2 separate regions of the Capra hircus genome follow, and region 2 is linked to region 1. A link is a contact called in public Hi-C data. All regions are on one chromosome and are shown on one strand. The core of a region is the stretch at or near the end of the contact, and the rest is flanking DNA. Distances in the headings are between cores, read along the strand shown.

Region 1 (6,152 bases), core at 2,548-5,047:
TGGCCTTGGCTTATTTCAGTACAACAAAGGTTTAGGATCTCTCCACTTCTTTCCTAAGCAGTTTGTGCTTCCCTCTGAAGTCAGCTCTCAGGCATTAGTAATTCATAGCCTCTCTACTAGACATTCATTTCACTTTGTCTAAAGGGACTTAATAAATGAGCCTGGTTATCGTTTACTGGGGCCACCCTCGGGTTTTCATGTATAAAAAATGAGCATCCATATTACTCAGGGGAAGTGATGCTCACCTGTCTCGCTGGAGAGCTCCCTGGGGACTGAGAAGTGAGCAGAGGGACACGCGTGCTCTGGGCATCCTGGAGATGTGTTGTCTGTCACACAAGAGCCTTGCTGTCTCAACTACATGGCTTAAGAAGGATTGTTTGGGGTGTGGGATGGAGGGGAAGAGGTCAAATCACGGGGTCAAAACCCCAGCCTGTAAAGAAAATCCCAAGGAGTGATGACCCTAGATAAGACATAAGCCCGTTCACAGAAGACACCTGTGTTCCAGCCACTTCTCACATTCTGAATTTTCAGAGGGCCCCGAGGAGGCAGCTGCTCTTAACAGCTTCAATTTACAGTTAGAAAAACCGAGAAGTCTCTCAGCCTGAGGGGCACCAGTTCTGTGTGAAGGGGATGTTTTATTTGTTTGTCACCTATTATCCACCTTAGGGCCTTGTTTTTTTCTCCTAGGAGTCTTCCTTCTTTGAGTTCAGACTGGGCCTCCCCTCAGCCAAAAGTTCAGACTGCTTCCCCGGGGCTCTGACAACCGTATGGAAATCCCCCTGCCCTCCACTTCCTCTCCTGGAGCCTGTGTTCCCCGTGCTGACGCCACAAACCTGCAGGGCAAAGCACAATTATCAGCTGTGACATCATCAGCTGAGATTCTGGACTGACCTCAACTCTGACCTAAGAGGAGGAAAATTAAAAGGCAAATGCTCTTCTTGCCATTCCTGGCATCTCCTTCCAGTTGTGCCAGAATTAAAAACAAAACCCAAGAAAGTAAAAGTCAGCCATGCTGGTAGAGACAGACTGTCTTCAAAACGAAGTCTTTACATGTCAACCGCTCCCCTTGGAAATTGGATCAATGAAAACAAAGCTGCTTCCTCTCCTCTGGGGGCTAAAAGCTTGAACTCTGGAGCCTGCCTGGGTTCAAATTCTTGTCACTTAATATCTGCGTAAGCTTGGGTTAATTACTTGACTGCTGGGTACCTCAGTTTCCCCATCTATCTAATGGGGATAATACTATAGGTACGTACTTAATAGGGTGGCTGGGATTACTTAAGTTTATAGAAACAGTGACTGACACTCTGTTAAGTGCTAATTTGAGATTTTTAGCTATTATGATTATGTAAAACACACTTAAATATGACTCCCTCTATGCCTTTTCCATACCCACCTGGCCTCTTCCTCTGTACTACTTATTTGACATTGAATGCAGCCTCTAAAATGGTCCTCCGATCAGACTGCAAGGATGTTTAGCCAAAGTAGCATTCTAGAGAACTGATGGTTTGCTGACTCCTGAAGTTGGAGTCTGGTAGGCAAGTTTACTGTTAAACCCAGGTCACACCATAACCTTTCCAGTGAAAAGGTCAAGTGCTTCCCTACCACTCTTTGCACTGAAGCTATGTCCTCTTTCAGAGAAACGCAACTACCCAGATGGTTTCTTTCTGGCACTTGACACCATGCTGTCTGCCCATCCCCCACCCCTCTTCCCCCTAGCTTGGTTGATGACTATGGGGTCATCCTTTCTTTCATCAAAGTCTAGAAGGTCATGCACTTAATACAACATAGGGTTTTAATTAATTGCTCACTTGGTTGGTGACAGCTTGGAAAGTCAGGTCTGGGAACTGGCATGTGATTCCCTTTCTGGGAAGGGGATTCAGAAGTCACCATGTTCCATCATCCTGGGCTCAGAGTCAAGAACCCACCACTACCACTCCACCTTCCCCAGAGGGCCCTGAAAGGCATCCTTCAAGCCAGCAAAGCTCAAGGTGGCAGGCCAGGTCCCAGGCATCCACTTCCCCTCCTTCCATCCCACTTAGCCAAGACTTTGCAGCCCAGACCCTCTGGCTGCTGCTACTGTACTCGACAGAACTAGGACCGAACCATAGCTGATCTACCCCGTGGTCGGGGGAAAGAGGCCAACTACAGACCCATCAAGCAAGGGGGAGGGCCGCAAGGCAGTCCGAGAGAGGTTCAGGGATGGCTTCATCAAGAGGTTCAATCAGTGAATGGCCCCCAACGGCGACAACACGACGCACAACAGGAAGCAGATCAACCACTACTTTCCCCTCCGAAAGTCAGTCGCGGAAAGAACAACCTCGGAAAAGACTCTTTAATGAACTCCACTACCCAAAGACCAAGCGCTTTCTCTCAGGTCTTGACTCTCCTTAGTCCTAGGAAATTCACCCCCTGCGTAGCCCAGGTTGGACTTCCCTCCAACCCAGTCCACGGGTCCAGAGCCCACGCGCTTACCATTGGCGTTCTTGCCGCAGATGAGATGCTCATAGGGCTGCAGGACGCCCCAGAGCTCGGCGTCATTGTTGATGACCATTTCCAGGGCCTCAGCGGACACCTCCCCGCCTCCGGCCCCTCCGCCGTCGGGGCTCTGGCTGGCGAGCACCCTGGCCCGGATCTCTTCCACCAGATTCTCCATGCAGGCGGTGAGCGAGATGGCCGCGTACTCGTGGATTCTCACGGAGATGCGGGTGTCCACCATCCAGCGAAAGAAGCGGCCCACTGAGAAGGTGAGGCCGCAGCGCGCAGACTTGCCCCGGCGCAGCCCGTCGCCCGCGCTCATGCTGTATAGGGACAGGGCCTTGACCGCGGCCAGCGCGCAGCTCTCGGCCAGTGCCCAGCTGTGCACTAGGCGCACGGCGCTTTGCACCTCGAAGCGGGTGCACTTGGCGTGCAGCACGCTCAGGCGCTGCGCCTCGCGGGCCACCCGGATGAGCGCCCGGCGGAGCAGCCCCGCCAGGCGCCTGACCGCCTCGGCGGAGAACAGGGGCTGCCGCCGGCCGCCGGCACCTTTGCGAAGGACCCGGGCCACGTCTCCCTCGGTCCAGGGGAACTCCTCCAGTTCGGGCAGGCGCGGGCAGCGCGAGAAGAGGTCGGCCACTTCGGGGTCCTCGGGCAGCACCGTGTTCACCGTGTCCCAGCTGTTGTGGCGGCTGTTCATGGAGCCGGAGTAGCACCACCAGGCCGCCCCGCGGTGTTGCTGCGCCGAAGAGTTGAGCGCCTGCGAGTTGGACTTGGAGGACGAGAGGCTGAGCGAGCGGCACGAGTCCCCGGCCCCATACCCGGAGTCCAAGGTCAAGTCCTCCAGCGTCTTCAAAGTGGAGCTGTACGTCCCGGCCATGGGGAGCCTGCCCGGGGCGGCCTCGCCGAGGGAGGGGCGCTCACAACTCCATGAGCCCTTCCCCAAGTGGGCAGAAACAAGCTCTAGGCTCTCCGGGGCGCCCTCCTTTCTCTCGGCACCGCAGGGCTCGGCGGCCGCATCGCCAGCCCGCCTACCCGGCGGCCGCAGGAAGGTGGGCGAGATTCGCGGCGGCCAGAGCCCCACGCTCCCGGCGTCCCGATTCCGAGCTGTCACTGGAACGATCCTCCGCTGCTCCTCCTCCGCAATCCCCCTGGTCCACCTCAACTTCCCTGAAGCAGAGCGTCTATCCTCCGCAGAGAAGGGATCCCGAGAGAACAGGGCGGCGGCGATCGAAGGAGGCGGCTCCCGGGGTTGCGCGAGTCCGGGACCGACCGGCGAGAAAGCTCTCTGCAAACTTCTGCGCGGAGCCAGCCGCCCGCACAGCTGGGTACTGGGCTGCCGCCGGCATGCAAATAACCCGGGCGGCCCACCAATCATTGGCCGCGACGGGCAGGGGCTGCACCAATGATCTCCCAGAGGGGCGGTCACTTTGCTGATTTCACTCCGCCGCCCGTGAAACCCAGCGCCAGCAGAGGCGGGGCTGGAGGCCGAGGGTCTGGAGGAGCCGCCGAAGGCTCGGTGGAGGAGGGGGAAGGAGATGGCGAGTGAGCGACCTGGCGGCTGGGAAAAGGGGGATCGAAACGTTAGGCTCGGGAGCTGACGAATTAAAGAAAGAGGTAAAGGAAAAGCCACTGTGTGTTGCCACCTTCCCGCCGTCCAGGCTTTGGGCGTCCGCAGCTCCTTTTCAAACCCTTTTGGTGCCGAACACCAAAAGCCAGCGAGTCGAGTAAGGGTAGGGGAGCAAAAGGTTTGGGACTAGGGGAGGGGACCGAGGCCTGGGGGAGGGGACCCAAGTCAGACGCCCCACCTCTCTCAAGAATTTCTGCCAAGCCCCTCCCCCTTTCCCGAGACGAAACTCCAGTTGTATTTGGAGCGAGGAGTTTGCCCCTGTTTGCTTCTCTTTCCAAATCCGTCTGGTTTTCTTTACATTGCTTTCTAGGCTCCAATCAGAATAGAAATTCTTCTTAATCTGGCATCTGATAAATGGACAGCCTCCAGAGGGCTGCGATTCCGCCCTCACCTCTCCACGCCACTTGAAATATTATACACGCAGTAGTCTGAGTGCTACTCCTGGGAGAAGGCCTTAACTGATCAGATTTGCAAGAGTCGGTGACTTTCCTGTTAAACTGTACAAAGCCGCTTGCTGTGTTGAGTCCTTCTTGTGCTTCGTGTCCGAGTGTGTGTGCTGTGGGGGGGGGGGGGAGGGCAGTGTATTACACACGTGCGTAATGGGTGTGCGAAAATGAAAAACGTCCCTAGTTGTGGCCTGGGCTTGGAACACCTGGCTGAACGCACCTCTTCCTAACGGTGTGCCCTCAGGCGAGCTCTCTGCTCGGCTCAGCACTCGCTTTCCTTCCGGGGTAAAATGAGAGCTGACCTCCAAGCAGCACCGTTGTAAACCTGTCTTATGCACTCGTCCAGAGGCGGTATCCAGCAGATCCATGCCCGGTCCCACCCTGGCCCGCCACTGTCCTGTAACTAGTCACAGACACGTGCACGAACGTGGACACGCCTCCTCCTGTGGAGCCACAAAAGCAAGGAGGAGATTGTGCAAGCATTTCCCCCAGGTCAGCCTCCTCCTGCGCTCTTGAATAGCTGCTTTGTACTATATCTCGCAGGGTTTTGACCTTGGGCCGTGAGTTGCATACGAACTAGAAATGTCTGGTTTCTCTCTCTGCTTCTTAAATTAATTGCCCTTTCCCGGTGAAACTCCTTTTGCTTTGGCAGTTTCGACTTAATTTTGCCTTCCAGCGCATCTTTATTTATGCAATACCGCCACCTGGTGGTTACAACTGGGAATGGCGTCAAGGCTGGAAGTATTGATACTAATGAACGATGCTAAGTCCGCAGGGACCAAATCAAGAGGACACAAGATGTGACTACATCTTCTATAACAGAGATAGGAAGTCAAAGTAGGTAAGGATATTCAATTTGTTTAAAAGTGTGAAAAGAAATTTGATGCGATTTAAATCTTATTAGGGGAAATATAATAGCAAAGCAAATGTCGCCCTCTAATGGACATTTAGAGAAAATAAATTCGGCCAAGTTTTTTTTTTAATCGGGTTTTCTTTCTTTTTTTAAAATCATTTTGTTCTGCGCCTCCATAAAAAATTAACCCTAAAATAGGTAGCGACTGGGAAGCGGCTATATAACACAAGGAGCCCAGCCTGGAACTCTGTGAGGACCTAGAGGGGTGGTATGGAGAGGGGGAGAGGAAGGATCAAGAGGGAGGGGGCATATGTATATATTCAGACCTCCCAGGCTGCGCTTGCATCAGGCGACATCTAATAAAGGCTATTTTCTATATTTATGTTGGGGAAAAGTCACTTTGAAGACTAGTGCTGTTTGGAAGCAAAGCTTTTTCTTTTTTGTCAATGGAATGCAGGGTTTTTTTTAAACTATTAAATCACAAGGAATAACAGATGCTGCGATCTCCTCTTTGATAAAAGGACAGACTGAGATTTGAAAGAAGTTTGCACAAATCTGTGAAACATAACCCTTCGCATTATTTTTTATAAGCATCAATTGCCATCATGTTTTGTAGTTTGGGTCTTGATTTCACCATTGTTGGTAAAGAAAATTTTCAATAAATATACATTACCTGTATGAAGCTAAGGGGTTTCCCAGGTGGCTCAGTGGTAAAGTATCTCCTGCCAATGCAGGAGACAGGGGTTCA
Region 2 (6,152 bases), core at 2,583-5,082, 160 kb before region 1:
GTCTGTATGTGATTCAGACTATAAGCTGTCGACACGTCCTATAAGGAGAAACGACTTTTTTTGCATGTTGGTCCCTCCCCCTAAAGAGGTTAAATCAAGAGACACCGATGAACAGATTTCAGGGATAATCATCCTATCGACACCAACAGACATGGAGGCACCTTCAAGGAGCAAGTACTAGGTGTGATGAAGAAGTCTAGGGGGCAGGCACTGCTGTCCCACAAGTTGGAGGCGAGGAGACAGGCTCAAGGGGTAAAGCAGCTTGATGGGAGGACTAATCTCCAGCCCTGTGAGGCTGGCGGCCATGGGCTTCCCCACCCCGCTGCTGGAGGAGGAAGACATCTCCCCCAGGATGAAAGCCCAGGAGCTCGCATCGACAGAGGCACCCTGGGGAGATGCGACACCCAGCCCGTCACCTCCCGGAGCCCTCCTGCAGCAACTCCCTCAGCTTCGTGGTTTCCCGTCCCAGCACGTGCCTGACTGTCCCACCCCGATGCTCTGGCCCCAGCATCTCCCTTCCCCGGGATGCCTTCGCCCACTCCTCTCTGCTGCATCCACCCCCAACCCTCTCCCTCCAGCATGACTCGGGAAGAATCCTTCCCTGACTGCTCCTGCCTGACTTGCCAAAATCCACTGTGGCTTGGGTTCACCAGGCACCTCATCACAGCCTCTGCCATGTCACCATCTCATCTGAGAGTGCTACGTGACCTCTCAGCTGCCATTTAACTTCCCCCAAGCTTCTGTGTGGACTTCCAAACTACAGTGCCATTACCCCGGGGAAGTTCACGCAACCGCATCAAATAAAAATTGCATCTCCCACAGGTGGGGAAGGGCCTGGGGTTGGCCTGCTTGGGTTCTTCTAATCCCAGCTCTGCTCCTCATTAGTTGTGTGAGCTCTGTACCCCAGTCTCCCTCTCTATAAAATGGGGATGAATCCTACATCACAGGGCTGTGGTCAAGATTAAATGAGTTAATCTGTGCAAAGTGCTTAGAACAGTGCCTGGAACACAGGAAGTGCTGTATAAATGCCAGCTATTCACAGCAAAAACAAAAAAGAAAGCAGGTCAAAAAACTCCAGTCAAAGTCTGCCTCCTCCATTGCCTCCAACACTTCCTGTCCCCTTTTCTGGCTTCATTTAACGCATCAGCACTTTTCACTAACATACTCTGCATTTCATGACTCTGTGTTTCTTAGTATCGGCCTCCTCCTCTAGCATGTTAACTCATGAAGGCAAGGATTTCTACTGGAGCATGGCACACAGGATGCCCTAGTACAAGTCTCAGTGATAATTATCCCTAGCTCACTATCCAGCTGATTTCTCTGGACGTTCTCCCAGCCCTGCACCATCTGGGACAGCCTCCAGCCTTCCAGTGAGGGGAAGCCGAATGCCCGTTACAAACGATTTCCAAGGTGCCTGGGAAGTCTCTTGAGTTGGCCATCTATGTAGGCAGCAGAGTATGATTCGGGAGTAACCCGCTTCTTAGAAACACAGCCGAGTGGGTGGGTCTCAGGTCTGGGACAGAACAGACTGAACCACCGGTTACCGCAGCCGCTCATCACTGCGGACTCTGGTCCTGAGCCTGCCTGGCGGAGCACGTGGAACGCACCTGGTCATCCATGGTGTTCACCCCGTCGGGGCCCAGGGCTTCGATCGCCTGGCTGATGAGGTCGGTCCTTCCGCAGTTGAGCATGCGGAAGCCCAGGTCCTGGTTGAATTTTTCAGTAGCCGCTCGGGCATCCAGCCTCCGGAAGGAACTGAAACAGCATTCGGGTCTGCGCAGAGGAGACCAGGTGTTTAAGCCTGGTTGTTTCTGCTAAGACATGACCTCGCTATGAGAAGTGACACCGCTGTGCTAGGCCGATGTGCGGCATGAGGATGGCGTGGACGGGGAGGACAGGGAATTACCATCTAATCGGCTGTGACTGGCCTTGTCATGCTTGGTGACAGGAAGAGCACACGCTTCAGCTTTCTATAAACATGCTAAAGAAGTGCTCTGAGCTCTTGGGAGCTGTCAATGATCAGAAATGAAATACCCCACAAAATGATCTCTCAGGGGACTTTCTGAGGAGGAAGAAGTTCTGGTTGGGGCTTGGGCCACACACAATACTCGGTTGTGTATTTTTTTTGCACGGAGTAGGCTGTACTCGTTCTCAAGAATGGTCATTGAGGCCAAGTTCCAGTCCTCGATGCCCCATCCTCTCCCCTCCATGCTTCCTGGTGAGGCCCAGAAGCACCAAAGAGGTGGCAGAGAGTGGACCAGACTCCCAGGTGCAGCCAAGCCATCCTACCAAGGACGGCCATGGTCTGCAGAGGGTGTGCCATGGGCTTTCAATAGGTGGCTTTTGCCTGGAGCCTTGATTGGGCCACAGAGTAGAAAACATGTGTCACAGGACAAGGTCATGGCATTTACAATGGAGACAGAGAAGGGGAGGGCAAAGCGAGGCTCTCCCAGGTCAAGGATGGCCAGGGGACCGTCCCTCTGGAACAACTTCAAGAGGCCAGTCCAACACAACAGAGGCACACTGGGAAGGAAACTAAGGACTCAGGCTTGGGGCCACACAGGCCTGGCTTCAAACTGAGCCATGGTCAGCTTGCTAGCTGAGCATCTGTGGGCAAGTTACTGCTCCTCCTGATCCTCAGCTTCTCCATCTGTAAAATGGGCATTAAAGCCCCTTCTTCTCTGAGGTTGTTGAGAAAATGCACATAAAATAGGAGAGCTCAGCACCGGCCTGCACCTAGGAAGTGCTCCAGAAAGTGGTGGCAACCGCAGGGAGGAGGGCCCACTCTGCTGTGTACCCCAACAGCCCCACTGTGAGCGCTCTCTCACCCAGCATGCAAATGGGAGTCTGCTCTGTGCCAAGACCCGTGGCTGTGGAGGACACACTGGAGAGCAGCCCAGGTCCAGAACAGATCAGTTCTAACAGGTGGGCTCACGAAGAGAGCGCCTTAGAGCAGATCCAACGAGAGGGCTGCAGCCCCTGCTTTTGGCCCCCTCCCGATCCAGGAGAGTGAGGGAGCAGCGGGTTTACCCCGGCCCTCCCCACCTCACTCCTGCCCGGTTCCATACTTGAGCTGCCGGGGCTCGCAGTCTAGGCCGGGCAGCAGCAGCCGGGCCGCCTGCCGGATGTCGCCGCTGTCCACGGTGAGGCTGCGGCGGTGCTCCGCGTACGTGATGGCCACACGCATCCACTCCATCAGCGGTGGCAGCAGCATGAAGGGCCTGGGGGGCGGCAGAGAGAGAGAGAGGGTCAGGCCTGGGCAGGCGCCCCCTTGAGCACCCCCTCTCAGGACAGCCATGGAGGCTGGGCCCACCCCCCATAGACCTCTGTGAGGGGAGAGTCATGAGGCGTGGAGGGGACGTGACCTTCCTCCTCAGGGAGACCCCGATCTGTCCCCTTCCACAGGAGCTCTGTCAGGGCTTGGAAGGAATTCCTGTCATGGGCCACGAGCAGAGCCTGAGGGCCTCAGGTGGCCCAAGAGGAACTGGGGACTCTTGCCCCCTCCACAGAATTCAGGCGGGCCCTCCAGGGTGCTCGGGGGCAGAGGAAAGAGTCCCACAGGCCGTGGTGTGCTGCTGAGCCCCTTCATCACCACAGACAACACCCCGAGGCGGTTTCCTTCTTTACTTGTGAGACGAGGTGATCCCCACCTCTCAGGACTACTGGAAGGCCAAGTGAGATGACGCATATCACACTATACATGCATGGCTGACAGCCGCTCCCTCAACTGACCCCTGGGCTGAGGTGGATCTAGTCACTTCCTGTGGCAGGCTGGGCGGCCCCGTGGTGCTCCAGGTCCTCCAGGGAGGGAGCCCCAGGGCCTATGTCACACCATGGCCATGGTGTGAGGCAGCTCGGCGGCCGGGAGAGGCAGCTTAGCAAGGCTTCCGAGCTACAAACTCAGGGGGCACCTGCCGCGGGTGTTTTGTGGGCCACCAGGGGGCGCCATTCACAGGAAGGTGACTACTGCCCCCTGGTGGAGCAATATGGTGGCTCTGCCACTCAGAGCTGGTCCCTGCCCTCCCCACCAAGCTGGACTCCTGTCTGTCTGTCCTCTGCCTGTTCTGGTCTCCAACAGTGAGACCTCAGAATGCTCCACAGCCTAGCAGACCTCACGTTGCAGAGGGGCCCTGATAGCTGGTCTTGGCTTCATGCCTGTAGCCCCCATCCACACCCCCCCAACTTCCTCTGATACCCTGGGCTCCTCATGCGTTAGGTTCCTGCTGTTACCATCTTTTCCTCAGACAGGCAGAGAGGTACTCTGTCCAGGAGGAAGACCTCCATCCTTTCTCCTCAGCTTCTGAGTAAACCACCTGCGGGGAATGTCCTCACGAGACTTCCCTAAGGTTTCCAAAAGCTTAGGTCATCTTCAAAGTTTTCAAAGCTTCTCTCCTTGTGGGCAAAGGATGCCTTTTATTTATTTATTTAATAAGATAATCAGATGGGGTTTGTAAAAGTGGCTCATTTGGAAGTTATTTTGATGTCCTGGTTCTGGCGTTCTGAAAATACACCTAGATTTGAATCATTTCACTGGTGCACTGTGTGGTTCGTCACTCAGTCATGTCCAGCTCTTTGTGACCCCAGGGACTATAGCCAAGCAGGCTCCTCTGTCCATGGGGATTCTCCAGGCAAGAATACTGGCGTGGACTGCCATGCCCTCCTCCAGGGGATCTTCCCAACCCAGCGATCGGACCCAGGTCTCCACATTATGGGCGGATTCCGTCTGAGCCACCAGGGAAGCCCAAAGTGTGTTAACTGTACCAGCTGCTATGATGACAAGGTGGCCAAAGGCTGGGGAAGGCTTGCAGCCCTGGCCTTCAGGGATGCTTAGAACATCACCCCAACTTCCTTTCCAGCCCTGGCTCAAACCTTTCATCAGGACACACCAGACCATCAGGCATTCATGGTTCTCAAGCCCACCCTGGCTGTCCCCATCTCCTCGAAAGAATGAACCAGCTCTCACCTCTGCTCATCCAGATCCTCTTTATCCTTCAAGGACTGGTTCCAATGCCACTTCTTTCTAGAGGCCTTCCCACATCCCTTCTCCAATGAAAATACTCTTCCTTCTCCAAGATCCCTTAGAATTCTATTCGAGAATAAATATGTCTCATGTTCATGACTAGACTATTTCTCTTTAGACAAGAATGATGCCTCTACCATCCCTCTCCAAAGTATACCAGGCATAGGGCCTGGAAACAACAGATCCTCAGTTAAGTTGAATACTGAAAGGATGGCTAAGCATCAGGAATGTGGCAGAATACATCCGAGTTTTCAGTTCTGGACCAAGTCCTCTTTCTGCCCAGGAAAAAAAAAAAAAAAAACATGTACTTTTCAAGGGCACAATGTAGACTAGTTAAGAGTGGGAAGGCAGGACCCTTAATGGGGAGCTTGTAGAATCCAGGAAGGAACCACAATTCATTTGTGAATTACCCTCCTGTTTATAAGATCTTCCTTGGTTGTGAATGCCCATTTGAATCCCCCCCAAATATTTTGGAATTTTACAGTTCTTATACCACAGTGCTGCAAGGTAAGCTTAGAGACATACATCTACATATCAGTCCTGATTCAAGGGGAAGGCTTTATGTAATCTACCAGCACTGGAGACTGAAGGGTAAGCAAAAAGATAGTTCACGGATGTGCCAGCCATTCTTCCCTATTGTGGCCAACAGCCAAGACAAAGAGCCAAGTGTGGCCACAAACGCTCTGAGCAGCATCTCCCAGCTGCCCTATGGGAAATCCGAGAGGGAACTCAGGAAACCATGAAGTCTAATTAGATGGTGTCATGATGCATTCCCCAGACTTGTGCCTCTTACAACTCGGCACGTGAAAAGATAGAGTATTGGTAACTGGTGGGCAGATACTGGGGACTGGTTCATTAAGCCTCCAATTTACCAACTTAGCTGGAGATGTGGAAAACTGAAAACTACATTTCGCAGACTCCTTTGTAATTAGACTTCACCACTAAGACATAGCTGCATGAGATCTGATAAATGGACGTGAGGCGGAGGTCCCCCTTGTGTCTTCTTTGCTTGGTTCTACCAGCAGACCAAATCATAAAACATGAGGTATTACTTTCCCCTTGTAGAGCATTCCAGCGTCCATTTCCTGACTTCCTGAGTGCTTCAGAGACAGCAGTACTGCTACTGAAGGCA

The links. A called contact is a pair of places that touch in the nucleus more often than the background predicts.
Region 2: a contact with region 1 is called in a Hi-C map of blood, with 4 times the contacts expected there. The contact joins the enhancer-like site here to the promoter of ABTB2 in region 1. A contact is called at or near these places in 4 of 5 Hi-C or Micro-C datasets (blood and liver).

The regions. Positions count from the first base shown.
Region 1 is chr15:17,995,376-18,001,527 of ARS1.2, reverse strand. ABTB2 (ankyrin repeat and BTB/POZ domain-containing protein 2) reads right to left here and starts at 3,797. Exons shown (of 17, transcript XM_018059255.1): 1 at 2,473-3,797. The coding sequence starts at 3,355.
Region 2 is chr15:18,155,176-18,161,327 of ARS1.2, reverse strand. It overlaps ABTB2 (ankyrin repeat and BTB/POZ domain-containing protein 2), which reads right to left. Exons shown (of 17, transcript XM_018059255.1): 4 at 3,069-3,221; 5 at 1,608-1,773. Among named protein-coding and RNA genes, the nearest start is that of NAT10, 67 kb to the left of the region's middle. Within about 2 kb of position 3,832, at least 1 of the 5 cell types and tissues checked has an H3K27ac peak or open chromatin away from gene starts, as enhancers often do.